2 separate regions of the Mus musculus genome follow, and region 1 is linked to region 2. The links are chromatin contacts, called in public Hi-C maps. All regions are on one chromosome and are shown on one strand. Each heading gives the region's core, a stretch centred on a gene start, on an enhancer-like site or on the middle of the called end of the contact. The rest is flanking DNA. Distances are from core to core; before and after follow the strand shown. Region 1 holds the start of Stk4 (serine/threonine kinase 4). Region 2 holds the start of Samhd1 (SAM domain and HD domain, 1).

Evidence for each region. Hi-C and Micro-C count contacts between places; a contact is called where the count stands out from the background.
Region 1: a contact with region 2 is called in a Hi-C map of CD8 T cells, with 4 times the contacts expected there. The contact joins the promoter of Stk4 here to the promoter of Samhd1 in region 2. A contact is called at or near these places in 4 of 484 Hi-C or Micro-C datasets (CD4 T cells, CD8 T cells and regulatory T cells).

What each region holds. Positions count from the first base shown.
Region 1 is chr2:164,072,764-164,075,463 of GRCm38.p6, forward strand. Stk4 (serine/threonine kinase 4) reads left to right here and starts at 1,375. Exons shown (of 11, transcript NM_021420.4): 1 at 1,375-1,484. The coding sequence starts at 1,450.
Region 2 is chr2:157,133,630-157,136,444 of GRCm38.p6, forward strand. Samhd1 (SAM domain and HD domain, 1) reads right to left here and starts at 1,467. Exons shown (of 16, transcript NM_018851.4): 1 at 1,250-1,467. The coding sequence starts at 1,460.

The DNA.
Region 1 (2,700 bases), core at 125-2,624, 6.9 Mb after region 2:
TTTATGTATGTGAGTACACTGCAGCTGTCTTCAGTCACACGCCAGAAGAGGACATCAGATCCCATTACAGGTTGTGAGCCACCATGTGGTTGCTGGGAATGGAACTCAGAACCTCTTCAAGAGCAGTCAGTGCTCTTAACCACTGAGCCACCCCTCCAGCCCTTGAGCTTTATTTTTGTCAATAACCCTATCGGCTTGAGCTGAGTCTAGACTGTCATTTTGGACTAAATTAGTGGATCTTTCCGTTTTTGGGGGTGTGCCAGGTCCAAAGCGAACCCCCAATTCCTCCCCCAAAAGGGAAGGCTTGTGTTGAATATTGAAAGTGTAAACAAAAGGATTGCTGGTGGACAGACCCGAGTAGTCCTCTGTAACCTGTTGGTTTCTGTCTACCAAAAGGAGTCACTCCTTTATCGTCCTTGCCTTTGGTAAAGGAGACTTAAGCCAAGCTAACCTGCAGGGTCCTTGGTCCCTAGTAACATATATCTGTTATGAGTAGCAAAGCAGCCTGGCCCTCCTTACCTCCTCCACTATGCTCCCAGGCTGTTCCAGATTACAACTTGCACACTCCCCTCCGCAGCAGTTACGCTACAGCAAGGTCCCGACCGGCTCTTCTCCCTCTTCGCTAATTTTTTCTGCCCGGAAGATATAGCCCTGGCCTTGGCCAGTCTGTTTTTTTCTCTCTGCTCAGGAGTCTTCCAGATGCTGTTTGGTCTCATCTACAATAAAACCTCTCCAGTCTTGGAGCAGAGATTTTGATGGTTTCTTGACTGCGCCCTAGTTTACAGAGGGCTTGGGGCTTTTCCCCTTGGCCCTAATATGAACTCACTTCTTTTTCTTTCTCTCTCTCTCTCTCTCTCTCTCTCTATATATATATATATATATAATATATATATATAAATATATATAAATATATATATACACACACACACATATATAAAATATATATATAAATATATATAAATATATATAAATATATATAAATATATATAAATATATATATATACACATATATAAATATATATATACACACATATATAAATATATATATACACACATATATAAATATATATATACATATATATAAATATATATATATATTTATATATATATATTTTAAGAACTCACTTATCAAGCCCGTGCTTTGCTAACAGCCTCCCCATCTGAGAAACTGGAGAACCCTCAAGGAGTCAGGCTTGAAAGTATTCAGTCCAAAGGCAAGTCAAGGAGAGGGTGTCGCTGACACTCGGGCCACTAGAGGCCGCCCGAGAGGCACCTCTTCGGCTTTCTGACTTCTGTATCCGCCCGCCACTGTGCCACGTGACTCCCGCCGCTCCGCCCAGCCTCCTCTCGCTTCCGGTAGGGGCGGAAAGCGGAAGTGTGGGAGGGTTCGCGGGGCGGGCTCCGGGAGGATGGAGCATTGAGGCAGTCTGGGCGGCTGCCGGCAGCGCCATGGAGACCGTGCAGCTGAGGAACCCACCGCGCAGGTGAGGGGCCGTAGGCTGAGAGGCAAGAGAGTTGGGTGAGGAGAGAAGGCGCGAGCTTGCTGAGGGTAGACCCCGGCGTGCGAGCTCGGGCCGGGAGGAGAGGGACCCGCGAGGCTGGTGACCGGGCTGCAGTAGCACCTGCCGAGAGAGGAGGGAGCGTCCGCTGGCCCGGGCAGAAGTGGTTTTGCTTAGAGAGAGCACTCTCTGGGCAACGTGCGGACAAGTTAGGGGAGACCCCAGCAGAGGCCGGGGAAGGCGCCCCAAGAAGGGACCCGAGGATGTAGGGGCGAATGCTGAGGCCGGGTGAGCGAGGACTTAACCCTGTTGCTTCGCTTTCGAGGCAGAAGTCGTTAGAAACATTGATTGGAGGTCCCATGGCTAAGTAAGGGGTGGAGCGGGGATTTTGGGTCCTGGTGGTTCTGTCCCAAGTCATTGCTCCTAACTGCCTTACTGTGTCAGTACCAACGTTTCACGGTTCTAGTAATGGAGAAAGGGTTATGGGGGGCTAGAGTTTCCAAGGGGCTTCAGGGTGTCCGCCCCATGTAGGATGATGTATTAGTAGTGATGGCGGTAATGGCTTTTATTACTGAGTTCATGAGTGACTGCCTACTTTTTTTCAAATCGTCCTCAGCCTTCCAACACCCAAAGTTGGGACGTTGATAAAGAACAAACAAACAAACAAACAAACACCAACCCGGGAGTGGGTAATCTGAGGTCCAATAAATAGAGTTTAGACACAGTAGGCTCAGCCAGACTTTGTCCTGTTCAAATTCTGTTTCGATACTCTCTTGGCTCTAGATTCTAGAAGTATCTAGAGTTGTTTTGGGTCAAGATGAACTGACTGCTGTTGTGCTGGACCACTCCCCGTCTCACCTGGAGAAAAAAAGCCTAGAGCCTGAGGGAGTCGTGCTTCTCTCAGACACAGCTAAAAACTTGGGTTTCACAGAGAAGACATTTGACTTCCTGCAGCAGAATGAGCACTAAAATAGGAAGTGTTCAGAGTAAGGGAGTGCCGGGCACCGGAGAGGTGGTGTGTGTGTGTGTGTGTGTGTGTGTGTGTGTGTGTGTGTGTGTGAAAGCCTGGGCAGCACTCTTAGGGGAGGCAGGGTCTGTTGGAAGTACACAAACATGGAATCAAACAAACAGCTTGTTGAGATGGGCTCAGGTTTGACTTAGTGTGGTGTGCTGAGGCACTCAAAGGAGTACTTATTAATTA
Region 2 (2,815 bases), core at 217-2,716:
ATAACTATATATATATAACTATATATATAACTATATATATATAGTTAAAATGAAATCTTGCCAGGTGTGGTGGCCTACACTTTTAATCCCAGTACTCAGGAGTCAGAGGCAGGTGGATCTCTGAGTTCGAGGCTAGGCTGGTCTATAGAGACTACATAAGACAGGCCCTGTCTTACCCCACCCCCACCCCCAAAGTTACTCTTCTGTAGAGGGAGAGAAAAAGAGAAACGTGAGTTCCTATTTTTAAGCTTTCTTTCTTTTTTTTTTTTCCCCCAGAGCTGAGGACCGCACCCAGGGCCTTGCGCTTGCTAAGCACTCTACCACTGAGCTAAATCCGCAACCCCTTTTAAAGCTTTCTTAAAGTCAGTCCTTCAGTTAGGCACAAGGGGCTCCACCCCACAAGAAGTAAAGTTCACTGAATTTGAAAATCATAACCACGGAGGGGCCACTTTCCAAGCGAACACCTCCGGGGATCGATCATGCAAGGGGTTAAGCTTCACAGCCACCAACCAAGAAAAAAAAAAAAAAAAAAAAAAAAAAAAGTTGAGCAGATTCAAAGTGTTGACGGGAGCAAGACCAAGAACCAGAAGCATCCCTTAAAATTCTTAAAATTCTTGAGTGGCCAAGTTGTGGAATGTTGGGGTTTCAGTGAATAACTTGCTCTTATGTTGGAAGAGAAATTCCCTTAGTAGCACTCTGCAAATACAATGAGCACATACTGAACCCTACTAGGCTATTATGATAGTCAGTGAGAATCCAGAGATTAAGCACCTTCCCTCCCCTTTAAGGAAAACCCCAAATTCCGGGACCAGCTTCAGAGTTAAACTTAAAAGCGCTCAAAATCTCTCATGGGGCCAAGTGTTCCGGGAGCTGCGGTTAGCACAAAAGGGTCTCCCAAGCCAGGTGAGCCTGAAAGACCGCAAGCCACAGCCGGAGGTCTGGGGTAAAATCTTCTAAGAAGGGCGGGGATCGCTCCTGGCAGAAGTGACAAGTTCCCGAAAAGACCCTTCTACCAAACCTCCCTGGGCCTCTACTAGGTTCGCCGCCCAGAGTGAACCGATGGGCTTGCACTTCACCTGTGCCCACCTCGGGTAGCCCGTGTGTTCGCATCCCGACAGGGCGCCTCCTTCTCCAGCGGCGGGTTCCCGCCAGCCGCTTCCCCCAGAGACCTCCCCCTTAGGATGCCTCCCATGTGGACTCTCCCTGCTCGGCCCCACGGTGGCCATCCTTCGTCCCTCAGGCCCGCTACCTCTGAAGATGTCCAGCACTTTCTTCTCTCGGAAACCACGATTCTCTAAGAAGGAGCACACGTCCTCCGGTTCCCAGGTTCGGAGGTCGGTGTTTTGGAAGTCGTCGTCTGCAGACAGATTAGCTGTTGCAGGAGGAGTGCTCGGTGGCGTCCTTGGGCTGCCATCGCAGCGGGGTCGCTTAGCTGGCTGCTCCAAGGGTGCGCTCTGCATGGCTACCTCCGACACCCGGGGCTGCGAAGTTAAGTACCGCGGCACCGGCTCGCGCGCAGCCGCACTGACACCACACCCCAAAAGTGAGTCCATTCAGTTTTGCCAGCCTCCAGGCCTACTGCGCAGGCGCCCCGGACATCAGCCCTGGGAGCGTGGCCTCCCCGGGGCGCTCGCGCCCGGCCCATTGCGCAAGCGCAATGCCTACGCGATCGCCCTCAACTCCGCCCTTGTGTTTCTCCGAAAGGGTGGTGTTATTAGAAAAGCAAAACTGAGTTGTGGTTAAGAGTGGAGACTTTAGTGAGGACAAGGCCAAAGAGGGCATCTGGGGCTAAGGAAGGTTCACCACGCTCCAGATTAAAAAGGTCTTCTGGTGAACTGCAGGTATCTTCCTGAAACAAATACGTTTTGCCAGGTTTCAAACACCCCAAGCTGTAAACTTGTTAAAATAAAATTAAAAACAAAAAACAAAAAAACCCTATAAGGCAACAAAGCTGCCACTCCTATCCCAGAGCAGAAAACAAGGGACTGGCCCAACTGGAAAACCCTGAAGTGATTGCCAGCTGGTTGTCGGACTGTCCTGTTAGATTCCACATTCACAGTTAGTTGGCAGCAGACCGCCCTATTATTTCCAAATAGACAGTATTTTTACTAATTACTAGTCAGTGTCCAAATAGCAGGCTTTCTTTTTTTTTTTTTTTTTTTTTTTTTTTTTTGGCGTTAAGCCATTTTGGGACAGACCCCAAACTTCCCCATAAATCTTTATCCACCCATTACTAGTACAACGACCACTAATTTACGACACCTCTTCAGAAACCAAGACACATACACATCTAGGTATTTTAACGTCAGGCAGTACAAATGAGATGTTTAGTGGTGAGCCCGACAGCTGTAAGTGATGCTTAGGCATAAAATACAAGCTTGAGAGCCGGGTGTGGTGGCGCACGCCTTTAATCCCAGCATTTGGGAGGCAGAGGCAGGCTGATTTCTGAGTTTGAGGCTAGCCTGGTCTACAAAGTGAGTTCCAGGACAGCCAGGGCTACACAGTGAATCCCTGTCTCGAAAAAACAAAACCAAAAACAAAACAAGCTCGAGGCCCGATGTTCATTACCCAGCAACAAACAAACAACAGACAAACTAGAAATCGGATGAACCAAAATATTCTTAGCAAACAGTGCTGATGTGATCAGGGCCCTGTTCTAAAGGCTTTACAAACATTCATTTAACGAATTTCAGATGTAGGAAAGTGAAGTATAAAAGCTGGGAGAGAGGGCTGGAGAGATGGCTCAGTGGTTAAGAGCACTGACAGTCCTTCCAAAGGTCATGAGTTCAATTCCCAGCAACCATATGGTGGCTCA